Regions from separate parts of the Anas platyrhynchos genome. Here region 1 is linked to region 2. Evidence: chromatin contacts called from public Hi-C data. All regions are on one chromosome and are shown on one strand. The core of a region is the stretch at or near the end of the contact, and the rest is flanking DNA. Distances in the headings are between cores, read along the strand shown. Region 1 overlaps LOC119715827 (a long non-coding RNA gene). Region 2 overlaps TGFBR2 (transforming growth factor beta receptor 2).

Evidence for each region. Hi-C and Micro-C count contacts between places; a contact is called where the count stands out from the background.
Region 1: a Hi-C map of skeletal muscle shows a contact between it and region 2, with 1.6 times the contacts expected there. The contact joins two enhancer-like sites. A contact is called at or near these places in 3 of 8 Hi-C or Micro-C datasets (skeletal muscle and subcutaneous adipose tissue).

The regions. Positions count from the first base shown.
Region 1 is chr2:117,100,640-117,107,504 of IASCAAS_PekinDuck_T2T, forward strand. It overlaps LOC119715827 (a long non-coding RNA gene), which reads left to right. Exons shown (of 4, transcript XR_005263256.1): 2 at 1,059-1,266; 3 at 1,528-1,706. Among named protein-coding and RNA genes, the nearest start is that of TGFBR2, 11 kb to the left of the region's middle. Within about 2 kb of position 4,667, at least 1 of the 8 cell types and tissues checked has an H3K27ac peak or open chromatin away from gene starts, as enhancers often do. A contact at or near this core is called in subcutaneous adipose tissue, where this site is marked.
Region 2 is chr2:117,029,389-117,036,544 of IASCAAS_PekinDuck_T2T, forward strand. TGFBR2 (transforming growth factor beta receptor 2) reads right to left here. Exons shown (of 9, transcript XM_027451097.3): 9 at 4,338-6,595. The coding sequence ends at 6,416. Among named protein-coding and RNA genes, the nearest start is that of TGFBR2, 60 kb to the right of the region's middle. Within about 2 kb of position 5,488, at least 1 of the 8 cell types and tissues checked has an H3K27ac peak or open chromatin away from gene starts, as enhancers often do. A contact at or near this core is called in subcutaneous adipose tissue, where this site is marked.

The DNA of each region.
Region 1 (6,865 bases), core at 3,417-5,916, 70 kb after region 2:
GCCAGCTGCCACTGCTTGCTCAGCCCTCTGCCCGTCTTGCTGGGCAGCAGCCCCAGCTGGAAGGACTTTGACATACTTGCTTTGGGTTGCCGTGCCCCTTGAAGGAATGCTGGGGTACGTGTCCCTGCTCATCCCACGTGGCTCATCCTCCAAGGCTCTTGCAGAAGCTTTTACATGGTATTTCTCTCACAGTTTCTTAATAACAGAACAAACAAACAAGCAAAAACAGCAATAAAAATTAGAAAAAAAAAGCAATCTAAAACACCTGTTAGGTTGTTGTTTAATTTCTTTTCTATTTAGTTGCAGTGGGCAAGAGAAATTAAAAAGTAAACATTATTTTTAATCCTGAATTGCTGTTAATACTGTGATTAAAGCCTTCTGGTGCCAGTCCTATAATCACTGACAGAAGGCTTTTCATCAGTGCTTTTCTTCACACAAAAACACGGAGTAAGTGTTGACTTGTACTCTTAAGTACTTGGATATCTAGCTGCTGTTTATTGATTAGTTTTGATGTTGTTCCTACTCTTGGGTGGTAGAGAGAACAATAAGAATCTGACAAAGAACGAATTTACACAGCTCAAGTATTGTTCCCTCCCTTCTCCATACTAAGCCAGATATGGCTGTCAGCCCAATCACTTAGTACACAGGCTTCAGAAGCCTTCAGTCACACAAACCATTCCCTAGAAGTCACAAAATTCCCTCCACGTGCCTTGAGAAATGCTGCCAGCTTTAGTCATGTTGCATGACACAGCTGGAGAGCAGAGACAAGATCTGTTGCCTTCTTGGCCCTTTTGCATACCTGCTACCCAGCTCATGGCAAAAGATGCCATACCTTTTTAGGGGCTTCATTCGCAACCAAAGGCAGGTGGCTCATGGAGGTGGTGAAGAGAGCAAGGTAACATTTTGTCTGTTCTAGGTAGGTGAGCAGACCTTCACCTCACTGAATTAGAGCCAACTAGCAGTATGTGTGACTCATAACTGGATACAATGGTTGGGTGTAACCACTAGAGGGATTAAACAAATTTTATTTTATTTTGTTTTATTTTATTATATTTTAGCCTTGGAATAGGCCTCTCCAATCTAAAAGTTATCACCGTTGCACCACTCACACAGACAGACCACAGCTCTCTCCAGGGAACCATACGAGCTTCCCAAGAATCAAAGGAAACCCAATGATTGTCATAGTCTAAGAGACACACCAATCCCAGGGAAGTGCTCAAATATTCTCAGCCAGAATGCACAGTGGAGAGAGAGCCATGGGAACAAGTAAGTTTCTTTTCTCATGAGTGAGTGGTGTTACTTAAAAAAGCATAGTCCCTTTGCTTGTAGCATTGAGCAGATTTTTAGACAAGGGTATATTTCTAGTCTTATTTCTGCGGTTGACTTTTGCATGTGGCACATGAAGGGACAAGATGGGGGATAGCACTACTCTGTGGACACCTTTTCTCATGTGTGACAGAAGAATTACTACCTGCATGTACTAGATGTACTTCATAACTCTATCTTTTCTTCTACATGGTCTTTCAGGAGGAAAGATTCTCTTTGCAGTGTTCATGTTATGACTACTAAGAAAATATCTGCAGTATCAAATGTGATTCATCTGAGGCATGCTAACATCACCACCTGCTACTTGTAACTCTGTTGGTGCCAATCATAGGCTGCAACGAGCTTCCAGGTGTGAAAGAAGTGGTGACAACTGAGAACTGGTAGGTGCTGATAGTGTGTGTAAGCCCATATGCGACAAGCAGGAATCGGTGTGAATTTTGCTTTCAAAGCTGTAACACATATTTTGCAGAAGCTGCATTTGCAGCCCTAGACAGGAATTTGAGGTTGTTTTGCAGCAGCCACAGAACAACCTTGTGCTATTGTGCTACATAGGATGCACATCGCTTTCAGCTTTTGCAAGCCAGTTTACCACAGAGACTTCCTTGTGGGCTTACCCCTGCCGTGCTGATGCTATTGTACACAGACAGCGAGGCTGCTCAGAGTATGCAGCTGGTGGGGGGCTTTCTGTCTGCTTGTACAGCAGGCAGCCTTTCCTGGCCTTCATCTATACCATTTTAGGAGTTGGGCCCCAAGTTGTAAAGTCTGAATCTGGATCCAAACACAATTTTTGTCAGCATTCACAGGAGATCTCATCCTTGGTTTGGGTTTGCTTCATCCAGATCAAAGCCCAGCTGCAAAGCTTGTCTTCCAACCAAAACTTCCTCAAAGCTTTGGGGTCTGGGGCCATAGTTCTGTTTTAGCTCCATTCCTAGATATTTTTGAAAATTCTTACATGTACAAAATTTATGGCTAGATCTTTGTCCCATTGAAGTCAGTAGAGTCTTGCTTTCTTGGCACACAGTCAAAAGAGGCATTTAGGTAAAATATAGGTAAGATCAATGTCAACTGGAATTTTCAGGCATTTTTTACATGCCTAACTTTTAGTTGCCAATCTGACACCCTAAACCTCTAGAAATTTTAATTTTCTAAACATATTTTATTTCATCAGATGCATGGCCTTTTCTGCTTAGTATCAACTCAACAAACATTTAAAAAAAAAAAGGAAAAAAAAAGTCCTGGTTTGTTTTGACCTCATGCATTCTAATAGTTGTTTCTGGGGTGGTGGGTTTCTTCCTCCAAAAGACTTAATACTGAGATAGGGAAACAAGCTGAGCCATTCCAAGGCAACAATTTTTATGTTTCTGTTGTTTTGTAAAGCCAAGTTCCAAGCTGCTGTTGTGTGGAATGGCTTTGGACATCAGTGGTCTGAAGGATAGGGCAGTAATGTATATAGTATAGCACTCCCCAGGCTCTCATGGAAGTTTTAGAATAGTTTTTTGCTCTTAGTTCTGTTTTGGAAAGGGTTTTGGAAAACATCTTGCTCTAGGAAAGAGAGCCTTTCTAAGCGTATGGTATTTGTTATCTTTTTTTGTTTGTTTGTAACAACATTAAATTGAATGGATTGTGCTCACTGAGCAGCACAGAAACAGCATTTGGCTTGAAATGAAATGAGCTCAACTTGAACATGCTCAGTTTCAGAAACATGCTAAGCCACTTCCTGGTAAAAGTGTGATAAAGACTATTTGTATAAACAGCTGTTTCTCCAGCCATGTAGAAAGAAACACTATCAGCAGCAGGAGGTGGCTGTGGTCACTGTTAAGCAGTCACAGTTACCTGTCATTACTAACCTAGCACTCCTCCACAGTGTTGTACAGTGCTCCCTGACAGCTGCCACCCTCTAAAATGCACCAGTGGTTTCTCTTCAGAGTCCGTGTGACATTTCATGGTGTTGGATGCAGTAAGTCTTCACATATCTGAGTTTCGTTTCAGAGACCTAATAAAGACAGTTGGTTTTATAAGTGCCTAGAAAAGCAAAAAGATTCTACCGAACTTCTGAGATCAGAAAAGAGGCCTAGCTAAAACTTGCATCTGCAGCAGCACCTGTCACATCAAGCTACAACACATGTAGGCTGGTCTGTGTAAGGAAGGAAAGAGGAAGAAGTTCATGTGGTTATTTTCGGTCACTTCTCAGCTCTGCTGCTGCTCTTACCATGTGAGTATAGGCAAGACATTTAAGATTTCATTACACACACACTTTTTGCCAAGGAACAAGCTACCAAGTGGCTGTGTCTCTGGGAAATAAAACACTTTGAATACTTCCACATCTATGAAAGGGGCAGCCTCACAATACATCAGCACTTTGGGGCTCATTACTTACATGGGATAATTTCCAGCAAATGGGAAGCAAGCAGAAATTTACCTGGATAAAGTGAAATCCTTTGTAATAAAGGTCATATTTTTTAACTCTTTCCACATATCAGCTTTTCTATAACCAGAAATTCCCCAGCACTGTGACATAGTAAAATGCACCAGGCTTTTGTCCAGCAAATGGATTCATTACAGCATATGCACAAGTGATGTAAATATTTATCACTGTACGAGGACTCTCCTTGTCATTCAAGGGACTAGTGTATTCACTGCCTAGCTGAAGTAATCCTTAATTAAGTGAAAAATTGAATTCTGTAAGAAAGCATGATGTTGAATTGCTCCCCTTAGAGAAACAGCAGCTGTGCACCCCTTCCAGAGTCATCAGATGAGCCCTGTGGGCAACCTCTGCAGAACAACCCCAGCCTCACAGGAGACAGGGAGAGGCGAGACCTGCCAGTCAGGGAAGTTTGTCCTTCAAACATTACCCTTTCTAGGAGAGTTAGTGTCTTTACATCTTCCACTGCAAATAGATTGTTCAAGCTGATGGAAATACTTCGGTATAAGTATGCATACTGTTCATAGAAAGATCTTACACTACCTTAAAAATAAAAGGATAAAGAAAAAAAAAAAGATTTTAAAGTTCTTATTGCTGCTGGATATTTGGAAACAAACTGGTATTTAGCTCATTTTCCCTTTCACAAACCACACCTTGTCGTGCATTTTACTTCATATTTCTTTTCTTTCCTGTTCGGTACATTCTGAATGTGCTTTAAAACTCTTGGTATGTATCATTTCTCTCAGTCAAGTAAATTCAGGCAAAATAATCTGCACTGGGATTGCTTTAATTAGGGAGAGAATTGCTGGAGAAACCACCAAGGGAAATGAGAGTAAAAGTCCCACCCCTTTTTTAACTGGGTGGAAAGATGTTCTTGGAGAATTATGTGCTGAGAATTCACTCGTAGCATAATGTCTTGGCACTGTACAATATTTTGTTTGATTGCTGTGGCAGCAGACTTACCTACAACGGTTTCACAGAGAGATTAAAGCCAGGAAAGCAATTTTTACTGGTGAGAACTAGAAAGAAATGGCTCGCCAGTGACAATAAGCAGTTCTGCAAGAACTACCAGTTTACACATGCAGCTGAGCAGAGTTAGCAAGTTTTTGCAACAGTGCCAGCTGGTCTTCCTTTGGAGGACAAGGGTATCACATGTGCTGTATGCATATGACTTGTTCAGATAGAACACTGCAAAAATGCATTGTTTAGAATGGACTGGTATTTGTAAGAAGGTTAGTGTTCAAGCTCAAGCCCTTTAGTAACTTGGTTAGTACAGTTAATTCCACCAGTGACTGGGTCTGAGCTGCTTGAAAGAATAAGATATGGGCAAATTCAAAGGTGTTCAACCTCTTTGCTTGAAAAAAACAACACCACTTGTGTTTCTCAGAGGTTTTGGAATTGTAAGCTTCAATCAGCATTTTAAAAAAGAGATCTGCAAATTCACTTAACCTTGGTCAGTCAGGATTCAGTGTGAACCTTTCTGGTAAGGGTGCAGCCATTAGCGTTCCTTTGGCTCAACAAACAAGGCATGGCTCTTAATACCAAAGCAAATACTAAACCTTTTCCCAGGGACTATAATTATTTTACTGTTATTTCCTCTGGGTGATTTTACAATTTCTAATGTCAATGATCCTAAATTACTGGAAGTCTTACTGGACAGGAAGAATTCTCAAGCCAGGAGAGTAAACAATTCATATTGATCAGCTGATCAGGAGTGTTGTTTTCCTTCAGTGTGAGCTGTGGCCATTGGATCCATGTATTCATTTGGCTGTGACCACCCTGAGAAATGACTCCTCTCTCTTACTGTTCCACAAAGAAAAGAAAACAAGGAAGTAGCAAATACAGTAGTTTTCCCTGATCTGAGGAAGTTGCAGAAGAAACATTTTTTGTGATTTCCCTAACAGGAGCTATTGAAACAACCAGTTTAGTCCCACATTTCCTGGGGAAGGTCCCTCATCCATGAGATTAGAAAGGACTGAGGTTTGGTGAAGACTTCTTTAGGAAATTTAAAGAAATATATATTTTGTATGTTTTAAAAGGTAACAATATTTAATTCCCTATGCACCTTTCCTCATTCTCAAGATTTTTTATTTTTTTTACTGCCATTTCTCTTCCCTCTGCACACCAGATTTTTCCCCTAAAATATGGAATTGATAAATAAACAGAAAAAAAAAACCTTAAAGCTTAATTTCAGAGTGCTCTGAAGAATTTTCTCCAGATTTGAATGAAAAAAAATCAAAATAACTCAACTTTCTCATGAAAGAAAATCTGCATTTTACTTTTTCATTAAGTTTTTTGGTTTTAGAAGTACTGGTAGTAACTATAGTGATAGTTATTACTATCTTGCTACAAGGAGCACAGCAGATTTTGTGGCAGAGTTCAAAAGATTAATCAGTTAGAACAGCTGGAGATAGAAAGAATGACATAGGTAACTGTAAACAACTTGCCACGTTAGTTTGTTTTCTTAACTTACTTTTCTTGTTGATGTTTTCCATATCCAATAAAAGTGATCATATGTAAATGAGAAAGTATGGCCAGTGGTTGGATTTGGAGAGTTTACAAAGCACTGGAATGGTCATATATTCCCACCAGCAGGGACTGAAGACGAGTGGCATTTTCTTATCATTAGGGCTTTCTTGTCAATTATTAGTTTTTACTGTTGCAAAGACACACAGATGAGATCAGGACATTTGTGCTAGCTTCTATACATAAGCAAATGAAAGTATGATGAAAATACAAATCCTAAAGGGTGATACAAGGCCAGATGAATGGTGAGAGACAAACCAAAAAGTCCATGCTCATAGCAAAAGTCCAAGGTCTCTACAGAAGGATGGTGACTGTGCGTGTGTATGTGTATCTTCTATGTTAAGCAAAAGGCAAAATTTATATGAATTAATAGAATGAAACCAATGCAATGTCTCCATGGATACAACTAAATAGCTTAGAGGAACGTCACCTTCACAAGTAGTAGAGAGACACATAGAAGAATACTGAGAAGTCTCCATTATTTACCGAGAAAATACCAGGCAAAATCACTCATAACCATTGACCAGAAGCTTAAACCAGATGCCTATGAAATTAGATACTTTCTTTTAAAAGTTGTGAGGCTGACAGACA
Region 2 (7,156 bases), core at 4,238-6,737:
GGAGGCTTTTCTTATACATTGCCAAATGAGGTATTCTGACTTCATATTGACACGTTTATCATTTTATTTTACTGAGTGTCATAGCATAGGCAACCTTGCTAGATCAGTGCAGAAATCCTCTAAGCAGTCACATACATTTATGGGGAATTCAGTATATAAAGATTAATCTTTTAGTCCTAAATATTTGCAGTCACAGACAGACAAACAGACAGATGTTTATCTTAGGTCAAGTTTATCCTGTCTTCTGTTTGAGAAATAGAAAGACAGTTTTCACCTTCAAGGAAAAGTGGGAATTAGATGTAATCAATATTTTCTGTAAAATGTTTTCTACCCTTAAATGGTCTCCTGCAAGGGGAAAGCACGAAGAACCTGGTACTTTTACAAGGGAAAATGCAGGGTTTGGGTTTTGTCAGGAGGGAGGGAATGAGGAGCTCAGCTCCTGTCCCTCCCCATCTAGCTCTGATGATACATCCTACACCCTTTACACCTCTTCAGATCACCTGAGTAAAGAAGTCCTGTAAACCCCACAAGCAACTTGCTTGTGGCTGAGGCATGGCAGAAAAAAAAAAGAAAAAAGAAATAAGAAAAAGAAAAAAAGAAATGAGAAAAAAGAAAAAAGTAAAAAAAAAAAAAAAAGGAAACTAAAAAAAGAAAAAAGAAACAAGAAACAATAAAAAAAAAGAAAAAAGAAACAAGAAAAAAGAAAAAAAAAGAAAAAAAAAAGAAAAAAGAAAAAAGAAAAAAAGAAAAAAGAAAAAAAGAAAAAAGAAAAGGCATTTCAAAGGTCCTTGTTAAGCTGCCCTGTGCAATACAGCAAACCCAGGGTGGTGGTGCATTTTCACTCATGGCTCAGCAGGTGGGATTTGGAGTGGGTGGTGGTGGTGTTAATGCAGATGCGTCACCCCAGAGGATGCCAGAAAGAGATGGTGTGGTTGATGTGGTCATATTCTCATAGAGCAAGCACAATTTGTTGCTTCCATCAGTGCCCTGATCTGACAATGGAGGTGCTACCTGATTTCTGTGCAGAATAGTGTGTGTGGCCATGATTTAGGCACCTGGTGAGGTGATGCTCATGGTGGGCACAGGGCTGAGAGAGAGGAGGTGCTGGGAGGGATCAGAAAAGGCTCGGGATTGTGATTGTGGTCTGGGAGGGTGTGGGGAGCAGGGGCAAGGGTAGGCAGTGAGCAGGACTTCCTGGGTGGAGGAAAAGTGAGAAGAGCATTGGCTTGTGTTTCTTCTTCCACAAAGAAGCTTTGCTACAGTGCAGGAGGACGAAGAGGGGGTGTTTTCAACTGTGAGAGGGTCCCTCCTGAGAGACCCTGGCTAAACATGGGAAGAAATATCAGGGATGTCATCTCTACTTGGTTTCACACGGCAGGTCGCCTGAGGAACAGACATCCATTAGTGAGAATTCAATCCTGTCTACTCGAACTGTTGACTGTTTTATTTTTTTAGACTTTAGCTAGGTAAGTGCAACAGTCCAAAGAGATTGGTTTGTCACCATTATAACCAAGCAGATGTTTCACAGCAGATAATTTATGAGCTGACTTTTGCCTTTGCCTCTTCATGAAGTGATTAGATGGTGCTCAAAGCATTCATTATTCAACAGATTTAAATCTATTTCCTGGGCTTGGTCCTCCCAGGAGCATCGCAATTTGGTTGTATTTCAATAAACCATTGGCTTTGTCTTCAGCTTTCTGCCCACAGGCAAGGCCTTTCAGCTGCCTGAGGTCAAAAACAGGTGAGAGCTGCCAACAATCAAGGTGCTGTGAGCCAGCAGGCCCTGGACAGCCATCACGAGACACTGGTTTCAGGCCAGTTGGGTCTTGTGGGTCATGCTGTGAATCTCCCAGGAGGATACAGGTGCCTGAAGAGACACCAAGTTGTGCAGTGAGGGGTGTGTCTTATACCTACTCTGTTTGCTAGAACGAGACCGGCATTTTTGGCACCTTCAGGCAAGAGCCTTCTGACCATGCACATGGTATGCACCCTCTTGCATGAATGTCAGCCAAGTAATAAGCAGCACGGATGCAGCCAAACTGTGTTTAGGAGCCACAGGCAGACTGTCTGAAGCAGACTTTGTTCCATCTTCTTTGTGGCTGGAGGGAAAAATTGCCATAAGCAGTTTTTTATTACGCACATAATGTGGTAGGAAAAAAAAAAAAAAAAGCCAGGAGAAGGAGCTAGGGAGCAGGAAATAAATGAGTGAGTGTTCCTAGCAGTGTTCCTTTTGGAAGCCCTTGGGTCCCAACACAGCTGGCTTGACAAGAGGACCGTACTGCAGGTGCTGGACACATGGCACAGTTTGCTTCCAGGAGCATTCAGAACAACGATGCCTTAATGATGCTCTTTTTCCCCACCGCAAGAGCTAGGTCTAGGCCGTGATTTTTTTCTTCTTTTATTGTTTATGTCTTTTCCAGTAGCTATTGGAAATCGCCTGGTGGGGTGAAATCCCCATTGCACTGGGAGTTGTGCAAACTGGTAACATGGAGGCAGTCTGTGCCAGGGAACTCTGCCATCCCACTTCAGACCACTGCATGGGTCACTACCAAACCCAAGGGCTGCTTTCTGCAGTGCAGTTTCTTGTGTGTCTTGGTGCTAAAATGGTGATTGACATGCTAATTAAGAGCTGCTCACAGAAGGCTGTTGAATAGCACGTTTAGGACAAGAAAGGTGGGCAAAGGCCTTAATTGAAAAAAAAACTATTAAAGGTATATAACGAACTTTATTTTAGGGATATTGTGTACTTCATTTCAAGACTGAAAGGGCTCTGTAGTTTGCCTGCTACATTTTCTTAATATGGTTTTTATTTGTTTTTGCAACACTCTCTTGCCTTGTTATGCCAAAATGACTTTGACTTTACTCCAGCGTAAACAGGATGTCAGCGCTTGAAGCTCTTTGCACAACGCACGGCCAGCGGTGGGGACCGACAAGGGGCAGCTCCTGCCATCAGCACACCACCGAACACCGGGGCCCACCACAGTGATGCTGGTCATGCCTAGGGCTTGGCAGGGCGCTGCTGGAAAACGCAGCGGTGTGGGCAGTGAGGCTTTGCCTGCCCATCGGTGCTGCGAGCTGTTTTGTACCTGTGTTTGCTGAAGGATGGGATGGCTCCAGGGCACCCCACCAGGCCTTTCTGTCAGAGCAGCCATGGCAGGCCTGGTGTTGGCAGCACCTCCTGTCCTGACCGATCCCCACAGGCCCCACCATGCTGTCCTCTCTCTGCAGAGCGTCCTCACTGTGCAGCTTGATTTATGGTGTGGTGGCATATGTGGGGCAGGGGGGAGGTGGTGTGAAGGGAGAGCTGGTGACTGCTGTCTGCGTGGGCTCACACCTAGGCAAAGCCTTCTTCTGAAAGCCCCCGTGTTTCCCATTCTAGAGTGGACTTGACCTCTGTGCTCTGCACCCTGCCTTACATCAGCTATATGTGTTGCTCTGTTTGAAGCACTGAGTGTCCAGGAAGGTAGTGAAATCAAAGACACTCTAGGTTTGACAAGGTGTTGAGCAACTTAAGTGGCCTGTTTCGAGCAGGAGCAGTGAGCACCCTGCCAGCCTTAGCTGCTCTGCGATGCTGCCCACCTCATGAACAGCACCTGGGTGCCTGCTTGAGGATCCCCACATCTCGGTTCAACAGGATGTATTCAGCCCAGTGTGGCTTGTGGTGGAAGTTTTGGCACCAAGACATACACCCTGAAAAAAAGGGTGATGCCTGGAAAGCCTCAGATGCCTTAAATCAAGCACTGTCAGGCTGTGCTGTGTGCACAGGCTTTGGTTCAACCTCAGGCACACCCAAGGCAGTTTTCTGGGGGGTGGCGAGGGATGTGCCTCGCTCTTTGTTCATGTGGAGCTTGTGCCCTGTTCATGTCCCCTGCGGGAGGGGCGTCCAGGTGAGGAGAGCGCAGAAGCTGTGCAGCACGAGCACATTAATCATACACTTCCCCGTGACACAGATTTAGTGGGCTGTCTTCTGGCTCACTTTAATACCAGCACCAAAATGACCGAGGTTTAACGAAGGCCTTATCTGTACCCAGGAGGGAGCTAGAAGCAAGAGATCATCGACTGTGAACCTGCTTCTCCCCCCTCCCCTGAGACCAGGAAAGGTTTTACACTGCAGGGGCAGCCAGTGTGGATTTGTTCTCTGGTGTTACTCTGTGTAAGGGAAGGACCCGATGGGGGAAGGAGTCATCAGCAAAGTGAGAGACATTCAAAGGCCACTGGACTTGCTGAGCGTGGCATTCAGGCCTCCGGTGAGAAGGGATGGACCTGAATTATTTTAAGGATCATTTTAGGAAGAGGCCTCTCCTAACTGTGGATGCCCTGGAGATGAAAGACAAACCTGAGATGGTGTTATTTTATTTGCTCCAATAAACATTTGATTTATACAAAACAAAACAAAAAATAATAAAAAACCACCACTGTTTACAAAGCAAGTTAAGTGCTTGAAACATTTGATAAACAAGAGTATATATTGTTCACATTCCTATTTCATACATGATGTACAGGTGAAGTATGCCTTAAAAGAATTAAAAAAAATCCTTTACATGTAGTAGTAAAAAAAAAAAAAAAAAGAAAGAAATGTCAGTATTGACCCTTCTTTTGGGCCTGCACAGGCACTGGCAGCACCTCGCTAGATGGCAGCGGCCCTGCAGCTCCCTCACTTCTTGTTTTTATTAAAAAAAAAAAAAGAATCACCCTTCCCCCCTAAAATTCGACACAGCATCCTCTGAATTCCACTGTAGTCGCTGAGATTTTGCCCTGCTCTGTTTAAATATTTCTGAGTAGTTTAGTTTAAATGGAACAAAAGCTAACAAAACCACTTGAAATAAAATATTTTCCATCATAAGTTTGAACTCCTATTTAAATGAGTATGATTCCTGTTGACTTATTTGGCAATGTCTTCTAGAAAAATATCAATGTTTATCTGTCAAAGGTGTTTAATAAATTGCACTGGATATAGTGCTGTACAGGACTGGTCTGTGCTGGCTGAATTTCTAGTTTCCAAGGCCTGCTTACATGCCAAGGGCAAGAAAAAAAAGTGAAAAATCACTGCAAAAGTCCTGAAGATAAAATTGTTAGCATTTATTAAACACGCTGCTGTCATTTATATAAGTCCAATGTAATGCCAACTGTCTTCCTAAACATGTCGGAGACCAGAAGCCCTGCTATCCTATATGCAAGCAGCGTGGAGGGCAGGATATGACATTAATCTGATGTTATGGATCTTTCCCTCAGCTCTGAGGTCCTTGTGCAAAAATAAAGGCACTGGGTGTTGTCTCGCTTTTTTCTAGAAAGCGTGGAACAGAGTCAGACCATGGTGTGTCAAGCAATTAGACATGCTGTACATGGAAAAAGTATTTGTTCTTACAGCAACACAATCAAGGTAAAAGGAAAGGGGAGGAAAAAAAAAAAAGAGTACTGCCTGCGCTCAGAATGCAGAGCAAATATAAAACATCTGCTTGGATTATTGCTGGTCGTGTCTTGTTTTGTATGGTTTGGGGGTGGGGAAGGGAGGAGGGGAAATCTCATCCTGCTGATATTTTGCAACCTGCTTGCAAGCAGCATGAATTGAAAGCAATAAACATGTAACGCTAATGACCTCTGTATGAAAACACACGTACGGGAGGGGGCAAACATCCTCACACTCCCATTGTGGGATGCTGTGAGGACTTTGGGGTTAAGGCGAGAGGGCAAAGACATCCCTGAACCTTCTAAAATGTGCAGCAGACAGGACTGCATAGCTACAGCTGCAAAGCCAAATCTGCCTTTCTGCTGTGAGACTGCTCCTGCAACTGTGAGCTCCCGGGCCACAGCTGGGTGCTTATTGTGTCTCCTTCGAAAGCCATCTTCTTATTGCTTATTATTCCTATCTTTTTGGCAGAGTGCTTAGTGCACAATTGCTAGTGTCCTGATGTGCCAGTCTCCCCAGGTTCTTTCCCTAAATGGGGAGGGATCTCTAATGCACAGGTAATTTCCTGGAGGCATTTTTAAAACTCTTTCCTTCAGAGCATGGCTGTTTATATATATATATATATATATATATATATATATACACATACATACACACATTTTTTATATATATATGTATATATATATATAAAAATAGCAATTTCATAGTTATATACAGGCATTAATAAAGTGCATAATGTTATTGGCTATTCTCAAATCTCATTTCCTGAGGAAGTGCTACATACATACATAGCTCCTCCCATGACACGGCACAGCCAACGCTAGGGTATGACACCTGCTCCCTGGCTTTTAACTCCCTTGAATACATCTCCTTGTCCAGAGCCACAGCTTAAAGGGAGTAGTGACAGCCTCAGTCCTCCAGGAAGCAAGTCAAGGCACTGATCGAGACTTCTTCCTTCGCCAAGGTTTAGGAGCGACTTCTCTCCATTTCGGAGCTCTTGGGGTCGCGCTACTTGGCGGTGGTCATGGAGCCGTCTTCGGGGATCTTCTCCTCCGAACAGCTCCTTCCTGAGAGCTTGTCGTGGTGCTTGAGCTCGCTGAAGCGCTCCGCGACGCACTGCGCCGTCAGCCGGGCCTCGGGGTCGTGGTCCCAGCACTCGATCAGGGTTTCACACACCATCTGGATGCCCTACAGAGAGCACAGGGAGAGCAGCTGTGATGGGGACAGTCTGAGTCACCGCCAAACCGCATCTGTGAGAGTTTGTTTTAAGGCCCTCCGAAGTGCAGGGGGTTACTTGTACGTGCTGGAGGTGACGGAACCAGTCCCCAAAGTGCTTTGTGGGCTCTGCTGTCACTGTATTGGGGGCATTGGCTTTTTTTTTTTTTTTTTTAATATATTTTTTAGAAAAACACCCTACTGCTGTACTTGCAGCAGCTTACATCACTGGTAATGTCATACTTGGATGTATATTCTGATACTTCATAATAAGAAAAATGATGCTTTGGAACAGCGTTAGGGAATCAAACAGTTTTTGTTCCAATCGATATGATCAGACTGCCTGGATAATGATGTCCTGCTCAACCCATCCATCCCTTTGCGTGCCTGAATTCTGTATGGGCTTTTCGAACAGATTCTGATTGCCTGCAGTATCAGGCCCTACATCAGCCTTTATGAATTCCCCGCAGACTAAGTAAAACTATGTGCAAATACGGGCCGCAGTCCCACAAACACTTAAACACATGTCACTCA